Regions from separate parts of the Rattus norvegicus genome. Here region 1 is linked to region 2. The links are chromatin contacts, called in public Hi-C maps. All regions are on one chromosome and are shown on one strand. The core of a region is the stretch at or near the end of the contact, and the rest is flanking DNA. Distances in the headings are between cores, read along the strand shown. Region 1 holds the start of Smarcal1 (Swi/SNF related matrix associated, actin dependent regulator of chromatin, subfamily a-like 1). Region 2 holds the start of Xrcc5 (X-ray repair cross complementing 5).

Evidence for each region. Hi-C and Micro-C count contacts between places; a contact is called where the count stands out from the background.
Region 1: a contact with region 2 is called in a Hi-C map of frontal cortex, with 2.8 times the contacts expected there. The contact joins the promoter of Smarcal1 here to the promoter of Xrcc5 in region 2. A contact is called at or near these places in 6 of 12 Hi-C or Micro-C datasets (frontal cortex, hepatocytes, kidney and 2 more) and 1 of 1 datasets of contacts at active chromatin or transcription factors (oligodendrocytes).

Annotation. Positions count from the first base shown.
Region 1 is chr9:81,686,226-81,691,795 of GRCr8, reverse strand. It overlaps Smarcal1 (Swi/SNF related matrix associated, actin dependent regulator of chromatin, subfamily a-like 1), which reads right to left and starts at 2,328. Exons shown (of 17, transcript NM_001108222.1): 1 at 2,162-2,328.
Region 2 is chr9:81,401,697-81,407,022 of GRCr8, reverse strand. It overlaps Xrcc5 (X-ray repair cross complementing 5), which reads right to left and starts at 2,516. Exons shown (of 21, transcript NM_177419.3): 1 at 2,356-2,516. The coding sequence starts at 2,376.

The DNA.
Region 1 (5,570 bases), core at 1,079-3,578, 280 kb before region 2:
GGTAGAGCGCTTGCCTAGGAAGCGCAAGGCCCTGGGTTCGGTCCCCAGCTCCGAAAAAACGAACCAAAAAAAAAAAAAAAAGAAAAAGAAAAAGCTAAAGGATGAAATGAGATTTCTCTTATAATTAAAATGAAAACGCACGCGCACGCGCACGTGCACACACAGAGTAAGCAGCATATTCTTAAAATACTGATCCAGATGAAACAGCAAAAACTCCAAACTGATTGTGTTTCACTGGGGTATCCTCCCCTCTCCTCCTTCTCCCCCTTCCCATCTGCCAGCCAAGGTGGGTTAGCAGATCCCAAGAAAGTTTAACAGTGAAACCCAACTTCATTAGAATGGACAAAGGCTACATTTTAAAGTAGACAGGTTGGTGGATCAGACAGAAATAGACAGACCATACGTACCATGCCACGACACTTGCCACAATAGCCTGTCTCCAACCTGGAAGGAGGAGAAAGAATATTAGCCTCATGGAGACTGCACACTAAATCCTCCCCTTGCATTCCACCCTCATTACCTTTCTGATGAATCTGCAGGTGGCCAAATGCAAGCTAGAGCAGCTGGCCCTAGAGTCTGACTTCCAAAATGCAAAGGCAAAATGACTCTTGGAAAAAATAAGGGGACAAAGCAGGGAATGGGGAGCAATGGTCACTGTACCAAAATCAGACAAAAGATAGAAAGGGTTCAGTTCAACTGTCATCTCAGCCAATGCACATTATCACCACTCAAGAGCAGAGAGTAAGGTCATCCTATACATTTTATTTTGTACTGTGATTTCATTTACCTTAGACATCTTACAATGCTCTGGAAGCCATGGCCCGAACACCTAATTCTCTGGCTGGGATCTGACTTCAGCCTTATCCAAATGGCACACTGCCTTATGATGTTACAGGATATTCAAACCTGTGTTTCTAGTTAGGGTTTAGCTCAGTCCTTTAATCCCCTAGCTGGAATATAGACACGACTTCAGTACTCACCTTTAACCCAAACAATGACGGTAAAGTTAGTTTGTAGAAGGAAGCACCCATGTTTGAAAGTTATGTCTAATTGAATGGCAAAAAAAAGTGATGAGAGTCAGAGAAAAATTTGACAGAAGAGGATATGCCCAACTCGCATGAGAAGAGAAAGGGAAGCTACTTTAGGGAGAGACGGACTGTACCGGAGGAAGAGGGCACAGTACAGGAAATATAGTAGAGTTTGTGGAGAGCAGTACAGTGGAGTTGAGAGGGAGGAGGCAGTTTTACTGTTAAGAGTTTTACAGACACAGACTGAAGAGAGAACAAGCTAGACACAGATGAAGACAAAATGAGCAAGAAAATGAGAAGGAGCCGGAAGATTAGAACAGATAACTAGAGTTAGTTTAAGGCCAAACAGCAATTCAGAGGCGGAGAGAAAAGACAGATTGAATAAGTCAGCTGGGAGAGGAGTTTGAGCCACAACAGCTGAGTCGAACCAGCCAGCTAGAGTTCAGAAAGAAGAGCGAGCTTACTCAGCAGCAGGTCTCAAGAGGCTGAAAACATTCAAGGCTCAGATAAGTGGCTAGGAGCTTCCAAGACTAGGCAGGCCTAAGTTAGCGGACAGAGGCAGTGAGCCTCCCAGCCAATTACAACAGAATAGAAGCATTTTCACATTATAATGCTTGTAACACAGGAAATACTCAAGTAGCACGGCCAGGCGTCAAAGGAAGATTTAGACTCTAGACTTTAGAGGGCTTAAATTTTATTCCCTGTTAAGACTCCCATTAGACAAAGCACCCCAAAACATCTTCTCCCACAGATGTTACACTCAATCCAGCCAGCCAGCAGCAATTAAAATTCTCAGCCTTGTACTCCAAGTTGGATCATCTACCTAACTGCCCTGGCCCGGTATGCTGACTGACTACCCAGTCGGGAGGTGAGATCACGGAATGAGAGGTCCAACTAATAAACCATAAACGACAAGTGTACCCCAGCACATAGACGTCCCACTTTGCTGGAACCTAGGCTTCATTTCCTTTTCCAGGCACATCCTGGGCGCCTACGGAAAGAGGACGCCCCGCCCCACTTTGCCTCTAACAGTCCCACTTGGATTCTCCCGTTCCTGCTGCTCCCTCCTCCCGCCGTAATTTGGTATCGTCCGCCTCCAACGCCTTTACCTCCTTTGCAGTCCACTTCCTTACCTGGCGAGACTGGTAAGGTGAAGCACCTTCGCAGAAGAGCCCTAGCCCAGGAGTGTCTTTCAGAGCTTTGCCTGGGCAGTTTTCGTTTCTGGATGGACTGTGAGAAGAACTAAAACTCAAGAGCTGCAACTTCACATATCTCTGCGCGGGCGGCTGGCATTGAATGGCTCGGCCACCGTCGAACTACACTTCCCGACAGCCAATACGGCCGCAGATTAATTGTGGATGATAATACACTTGGTGTAGGGCCTTCTGGGGTTCGTAGTTTGAGTCCGAAAGCCTGCCCATTGGAGGTTGGTGAATTTGAGAGGCGTAACGTTATGGGCAGGTCAAGGTGTGATGCACCCTGGGAGTTGTAGGTCTCAGTTTCTTCAAACGTTTAGTCAGGCGTAAAGGCAGCCTGTGATGCTGAACATTCAGTGTCAGCGGTGTCTCCAGATATGTCAGACAGCCAGATTGATTTGATACTTAATATTTTCCTGGCGCACCCGTTTCTAATAGTGTTGTCCTTATAAGCACCATCTGCTTTCCTAGACCAAAGAGGAATTTGAATTGTTAGAGCCTCCATCAGTCAGCGTGCTGATCATCAATATGAACTTCAGTTAATCCGTACTACAACCTATGAAGCACAGAGAGGAACTCATGTATCCTAGATTGGTCTAGAACTTACTCTGTGGCAGAGAACTTTCCTGCATCCATCACCTACAGACTTGCACCATCGTGAGATTATTATTATATTTTTCCCCTCTTTTTTAAAAGACATAATCTTACTATGTTTCATTGACTAGCCTAAAGAACTGACAGAGATCCTTCTCTGGAGTGCGATTTAAAAAGTTGTGCACCACACACCCAGCTCTATTTTCCTCATTCTATAGATGAGAAAACCGAACCAGAACTGGTCCACAATTTTCACAAGGCTGTGTTCAGCTACTTTGTTACTCTGATTCCAAAGCCCTCCCACCTATCCGATAGGCTGTCATGGTTACTTGACTCCATTTCTGAGCACCAGCCTTCTTTCTACCCTGCAACAGTTGAATACAATATTCTTCGGTCATCAGTGTATGTGTGAAGGTTGTTACGATTCTGTTTTCAAACAGAGCTCATTACAAAGAGGTAGATCTCTGAATACAGAGTAAGTTGGGGGAAATGACCAGACAGTTAAAGAAAAGTGATGTGCTTTTTCTTTTTTTTTTTTCCTTCGGAGCTGGAGACTGAACTCAGGGCCTTGTGCTTGCTAGGCAAGCACTCTACCACTGAGCTAAATCCCTAACCCTTTTTTCTTTTCTTTCTTTTTTTTTTTTTCGGAGTGATGTGCTTTTTAATAAGAAGAGGTGAAGTGGGCTGCAGTAAGGTAGGCTCCACCAGTGCAGGAGTTGTCAAGATAGCAGCCACAAGAGGTGGAAGAGGAATGCTGCTAGTGTCGGCTATTTATGCCCATTCGAGGGGCACGGAAAGCTTTTCCTGCTTGGGCTTTCTTTGTAAACTTGGTATACTTTGTAAACATTATAAACCCTCAAGACACACAAGTGGCCGAGGTCCCCACCTAAAGAGTTCCAACTGCCATGCCTCGCCCTGCAGATGTCTCTTGTGCTTGTACCAGTGTGGCTGGAGTGTTCAGTCTCTGCCTGCCCTACAAGGAAAAAAAAAAAAAATCCCACCAATCCTTGAGTTTGCTCCAACAATCAGGCCATATAATCCCTCCAATCCCAGGCCACCCTGCAAATCCCACCCCCCACCCCCACCTCAAGAAACGCTACGCTATATAAATCCTGTATTCTGCCCAGTTCCCCGTTGCTTCTCACTGGAGCAGAGGCAGCCACCCTCCTGAGTTTTCTCCTCCCAATAAATATATTTGTGTGGTGTGACTTTGTGGTACTCCCAACTGCTAGGATACCTTTTCCCCTTCACTTGTGTTGGGGAAAATTTCAAAGGCAGCTAAAAAGAACTTCTGAAGGAGACGCCATTTTCTTCAGAGCTGCAACACAGCTAGTATTTGAGGTGAATCTTATACCTTTGGTTTCCCTACTACTGAGCATCCATTTCCTGCTTCACAATGTGAATAGATACTAATTAGCCAACACCTGTCTTGCTCTTCCTGTCCCCTGCTGAGTCGGTTAATTTGTTAAGACTGTGTGCTATACCCTTATTTGTGCCTGTCACCAATTCATATGACAGTCACTTCACTCTCCAGGCTCAGCTGATTCACCCACAGAGCAATATACTGTCATATAAATCAGAGGACTATGGGCCCAGGCATCCCAATCTCTGAACCCTGGATTCCCATCAATTCATGTATCTAGCTCCTAGGAATTCCAACGTAGAAAGGCTGGAATTGGACTAAACAATGTGATCTCCTTTCTAGCTCTAACATCCTAAACTTGAAGTCAGTCTAAAACTCGTCTTTAAAAAGGCAAACCAATGCGATTTCAATCAGTATTCCTAGCATTGGCTTTGTCAACAACATAATCTATTGGGGTCTTACTGTAATTACTGAAAGACCCCAGCTTAGCAGCAGTAACGCCATTTTGTAAGGCTGTACTTAAGATGACTGGTTCAGGGAAAGGTTAGAACACTGAGTACACAGCGGCTGCCAAGCAGGATGTGTTTGGTTGAAGGCCTAGCAACAGGACGACTTCGGTTGAGCACCTGACAATGAAAAAAAAAGCCCCGGGAGAGGTCCCACACCCTGGTGGGGGGCCGAGTCAGTCGTTATGTTCCAAGAAGGTAGCTAAGAAACTTGCCCCCGGGCTGAACCCTTGGGGGGCCGAGTCAGTCGTTATGTTTCAGGAAGGTAGCTAGGAAACTTGCCCCCGGGCTGAATCCTTGCCACATTAGAATCCACCAATTATATCCCTGTAACCATGCATCTGCTTCTGTATGCTTGCTTCTGCTCCCCAAAATCCTATAAAAGCCCATCCTTGGTTCCGTGGGGCGCGCCAGTCCCCCGAGTGACTGAAGCGCCCGCAGGTGCCTGTGCCTGTGTATCCCGACAATAAACCAAATCCTCTTGCTGATTGCATCCTGTGGTGTCTCGGTCTGGTCTTTGGAGTTAGAGGGTCTCCATCCCGAGGGAAAGTTCTCCCTGAGAGCTTTTCATTTGGTGCGTTGGCCGGGAAAGGAGATCCTCCACCCAGGGACCACCGACCACCCACTGGGAGGTAAGCCGGCCGGCGTCTGTCTGTCTGTCTGATTTTGTCTCGTTCTGTCTTATTCTGTCTGTTCTGTGAGCGCTCAGCCAGGTTCTGTGAGCGCTCAGCCAGGTCTGTTCTGTGAGCGCTCAGCCAGGTCTATTCTGTGAGTGCTCAGCCAGGTCTGTTCTGTGAGTGCTCAGCCAGGTTCTGTGAGCGCTCAGCCAGGTCTGTTCTGTGAGCGCTCAGCCAGGTTGTTTGGAATTTGGGCGGGACGAAGA
Region 2 (5,326 bases), core at 1,267-3,766:
GGGAGCCATAACAAGGTATCAGGCGCTTAAGACAGCTGGTTCTGCCACATCCAGTCACAGCTGGTCAGGCCACATCCAGAGCACAAAGAATGCACACACGCCAGTGTTCAGCTTGCCTTTCCCACTTTATAAAATCCTGAGTCCTTTGACGAGGGAACAGTGGTACCCATAGTTGAGATGGGTCCTTGCACATCCAGTACCATAATCAAGACAATCCCTCACCCAGGCAGGCCCAAAGGCCTATCTCGCCCCATGATTCTACGGTTTGTCACCTTGATGATTAATACTATTACAGGGACTAAGAAAATAAAACAAATCAGATACAAAACGAGACACATGTAAAGCTCTATGAGTTTTACACACAAAATTTAATTAAATAAAAACTGCAAAAGACCTGAGCTCATAACTTCAAAGTAAACTATAGATTGAGTTAACAAGTTGACCCAGCTTCACCATTCTATCCTCATGAACACTTTAGGTTGTTAAAACACTATACTGTATTCAAGAAAGAAAGTGAAGGGTCTTTTGTGGGGGGTGGGGGACAACAAAACCCTAGATTAGCAATCCAGAGACCTGTCCCATCTCTCTAATTAGCTATGACCCCTTGGCATTGTCCTTATCCTCTCTGTTAATTCAGTCAGGCAGTAAGTTGTCGGGCCTGATGAGGCCTAAGGCTGCTTGCAGAATTAACAGTCCTGATCCTACCCAGTCCTGATCCTACCTGTCTCATCTGTGCTCGGTGCCGACCAGACAGAAAGTGAGCAGTTCTGGACTGAGAGTGACAAGGACTGAGAAGTGACCGCTAAGACAGTGATCATCTGACTCTAGAGGTGTTTGGAAAACCTGCATGAGCTCCTGTAGTAGGAGATGATTCCCAAATTTGACTTTTCTGCAACACTCAAAGGAAATACTATTTCCCCTTAGTTCATAAAGAATGGAACCACGTGATACTCTGATATTAACAGGTTTCAGAAGCAATGACAACTTATTTGGGGACAAACAGTAAAAAGCTTCAGAGTACCTTTGAGAGGAATTCAATTTACATCCCACAGTGAGTCCTTCAGCGTAAAAGTCTTTTTACTTTTCTTTTCTTTTCTTTTTTAAAATGTAGGAATCACAAAATATGCTGGCTGTGTTCCTCTAACATATGGCCACAAATCTACTTTTAAAGTAGCAAACATGAAAGGACTGGAAGTCTTGTGTCGAGAATTAAGAGATTCAAGAGAAAGACATCAAAGAGTTTGACAGTATGAAGATTCTGGTCTGGAAGAATGGTTTATGATAATTTAAAGTCTTTGTCTGGAAGTAGGTAGAAAAGCAGGGAAGACAAACAGGGAGGGAACTGCAACTCTTCATTACTACACTGAAACCATACGGCCTGCTAGGATTTTCTCTCAAGTACATCTGCCACAATAAGTCCTTCATGGAGCTACAAAGTTTTCAGCAATTGAAAGCAGAGAAACAAAGGAAGTGAACAACATCATTATGAGTTCATAATTTAATTAAAATTCCCCAAATGGGGGTGGAAGAAAACAGAAACCCGTTACTGAACTCCTATCCTGTTTGTATAAACAAATAGGTGAGTCCGTGAATTCGGTGAATGAATGGATCCTTGAAGCTGCATCTCTCTCTAGTGACCAAAAACAACCTCTTTAAAGTTCACTATAATTTCCATTATTAATCTAAGAAGCCATGGGTCATAGATTCTTAGCAGTAGAGCACTTTTGTTTTGTTTTTTCTTTCAGGGCTCTGAAAATGGCTTGGATTCCCGTTCGTATTTTACCACCCATGGAAAGGGTGACCAGGTTCTAATCATTTCAGTTCTTCATGCCTCGGTGCTCCTACTTACGAGCTCAGGACAAGGATGTTCATCTCACGGTTTGGTGTGAAGATTTAAATTAAATGGGAATAAAAGGCTTTGTTGTGCCTCACACAGTCAGCTTTCAATAAATTCGAGATTTTTAATTATTATGAAGGTAATGATATGGCACTTTACATCCTGAGTTATTTCATTCACAGAATCTCACAGAATCCCTCTCTGAAGTTTTAAAAGCCTGTCATGTAGGGGACGATCCTCGCTAACTTAGATTTTTAGAACCCAGGTTCAGAAGCAATAAAGGATGCCTGTGTTAGCAAGTGGAGTGGATAGAAAACTGAGGCAGCCAGGGAGGAAGGGAAGATTACTGTAGCGTAAAGGTGCACGAGACTCAAAAGCAGAACTCCGAACCCCAAGCCTTTCGCTTTGGGCATTCATCCTTCAGTGCTGACTCAGCTGCGATTCCCACAGCTCCTGCTACGGAACCACCCTCTGCAGATCCCCGGCTTAGGAAAGGCAAAAGACCCTGCTTTCAATACCTTATTACCGGACCACGCCATGTTGCTGGTCCTCAGGTGGTTTGGTTACTTTTTCCGGGCGGAAACCTAGAGTGTCGCAACTCTGTTCCGGGTAATCCACAGACCAAGAGGTCCCGCTCTGCGTGCTAGGCGGAGAAGTCCTGCTCCTGGGCTGTGAGCATGCGCAGAATTCTCTCCCTGCCTCCCTAGTTAAGGTTTTGTTCTCTGAGGCTGCTAAAAACCGCCCGTACTGGACTGGAGAAATAAATGGCTCAGCTGTTTAAGGCATTTGTCATCAAGCCTGACGACCCAAGTCATACCCCAGACACCCATATGGTGGGAAAAAGAACCAACTACACAAGTTGCCCTCTGACCTCCCACACGACACAAAAAGCAAATAAATTTAAAATAAATAAATAAATGTAATAGTAAAAGTAAATAAGGGGTTGAAGGAAAAGGGTCACAGGTTAGGAATGTGTACTGTTTTTGCAAGGGTGAGTATTTCAAAGCCCAGCTCCCACATCAGGCAACTCAAAATTCCAGTCTGTGGGATCTGACGCCCTCTTCTGGCCTAAACTCAAATGCACATACCCACATACAGCCGCATGCATGCACAATTTTTAAAAATAAAAATGGAAAAATAATTGCTATTACTGAACTGAAAATAATCCCTCCTGCTAGCAATTTGTATTGGCACTCTGGAGTTAAATGAATCCACGAAGTCACTTAACTCCTCTAAAGGCCTTCTAAAGGCATGATACTAAAGAAAAACCACGGACACGAAGACCTTAGGATCAACGTCCAAAGAAAAGAGTGAGAATTCTCGGAATTAAAAGGAAAAGTGGGGAGCTGGAGAGATGGCTCAGCGGTTAAGAACACCAACTGCGCTCCCAGAGGTCCTGAGTTCAATTCCCAGCAACCACATGTTGGCTCACAACCATCTGTAATGGGATTCGATGCCCTCTTTTGGTGTGTCTGAAGACAGCTACAGTGTACTCACATACATAAAATAAATAGATAAGGGGTTGGGGATTTAGCTCAGTGGTAGAGCGCTTGCCTAGGAAGCTCAAGGCCCTCAAGGCCCTGGGTTCGATCCCCAGCTCCGAAAAAAAGAACAATAAATAAATAAATAAATAAATAAATAAATAAATAAATAAATAGATAAATCTTTAAAAAGGAAGGAAAAGTAGGAAAGACGTTCAACTCTACAAAGTGGTTAAAACACCTTAGCCTCTAGGAACCTGGAGTGACTATGGCTAGGAAATGGAGGCTGTCGATTACTGTTGAGTGCTCACCTCTCATTTTCAAGGGAATTGCCCATCCGCCCTTCCCTTCTGATGACCCTTGCACAGAAACTGCCTGTTTTCTATACAAAAATGACTCACAAGCTGCAGGTGGTTGGGCAAAAGGTCCAGAAACCTGGAAAATGTCTGCAAGCCTCTGTTCAATCTGGGAAACGTACACTCAGGTTCTCTTTTATTGAAAATGGTATGAAAAAAAAAACAGGCACTAAAACTGAAATGATTTGGAGAATTCTTGAAGAAGTCTTCAGGGAACGAAGGTTTAAACATAGAAGCTGATGGGGCTGGATGGCTTAACAGTTAAGTGCGGGGGCGGCTCTTGCACAGGACTGGGGGAAGTTTCCAGCACCCACATTCCAGCTCACGATCATCTGTACCTCCTGTCCCAGAGGATCCCACACCCTCTTCTGGGTTCTGAGGAAACCAGGCACACATGTGGTACACGAACCTACTACAAGCAAAACACTCAGATGCATAAAATAAACAAAAAATTTAAAGTAAACACAGTGATATCTAGACAGACTCTTCCAGCACCCAGAGGATTCGTCCATGCTTTTATTCAGACTTGGAGGTGTTGTTTTTTTTTTTTAAACTGAAACGTTATTTCTATTTATAGTTTTACTATGGTTCATATTTAGAGTTACTGGGGTCTACAGAGGATGCCTACAAGCTATGTCATAGTTCTATCTTGGATAGAGTCTCTCTTTTCCTCTCTTCCTCTCTCCCTCTTCTCTCTCCTCTCTCCATCTCTGTTTTCTCTCCCTCCCTCCCTTCTGCTTCTTTTACTCCCTCTTTTACACACACACACACACACACACACACACACACACACACTCCCACTTCCAATACAAGTCAGTTTCCTAGGAAAAATAAAGAGATTCTAGTAGCCATCCTTGTTTGCATCTACATGATCTTCATAGAAGTTTCAAGAACCATCCACTTCTGGGCAGTTAGAAGGCCCGGGTCCTGAAAATGCATGATTTAAAGCATTGCTTGCTCTAACAAAAAACTTCCATTAGGGCTGGAGATGGCTCAGTGGTTAAGAGCACTGACTGCTCTTCCAGAGGTCCTGAGTTCAATTCCCAGCAGCCACACGGTGGCTCCCAACCATCTATAATGGGATCGGATGCCCTCTTCTGGTGTGTCTGAAGACAGCTACAGTGTACTTAAATGTAACAAATAAATCTCTAATAGAAAAAGTTCCTACTAATCAAGGGTACACTATAGCCCAGGAACAAACATCGTTAATGGAACAGAGTACATGGCTACTCTCTGAAGGGATTTTAGCCTGCCTGAGAATGACAAATATGGCTCTGGCAGGCCTTGCCCTTCTCTCTCATCCCCTCTGCCTTACATTAGAATAAAGCTAGCCCTCTATTCCCATATTGCCTGCTTCCTCCTCCTGAGGCTGACTACCAAGGTCCACCTATTAAAGTGTTTAAGTCCAGCAATCAAAAGCCCCCTTTGGCTCACCTAATCAATATGACCTCATTCTAACACAGGGTTTCCTTTTTGACCTTTATAAACCACCATTTTCCTATGTGCCATGGCTGTCTTCTCTCCATGTCAGTCCTTTATCCCCGTAAATAGCCCTCCTCCCTCTCCATTGTTCCCTTCCTCTTCTCCCTTGTCCTCTATCTCCTGTCTTTGTCTCTCATTCCCTGCCCTCTGTCTCTCTGGGAAATGTAAAT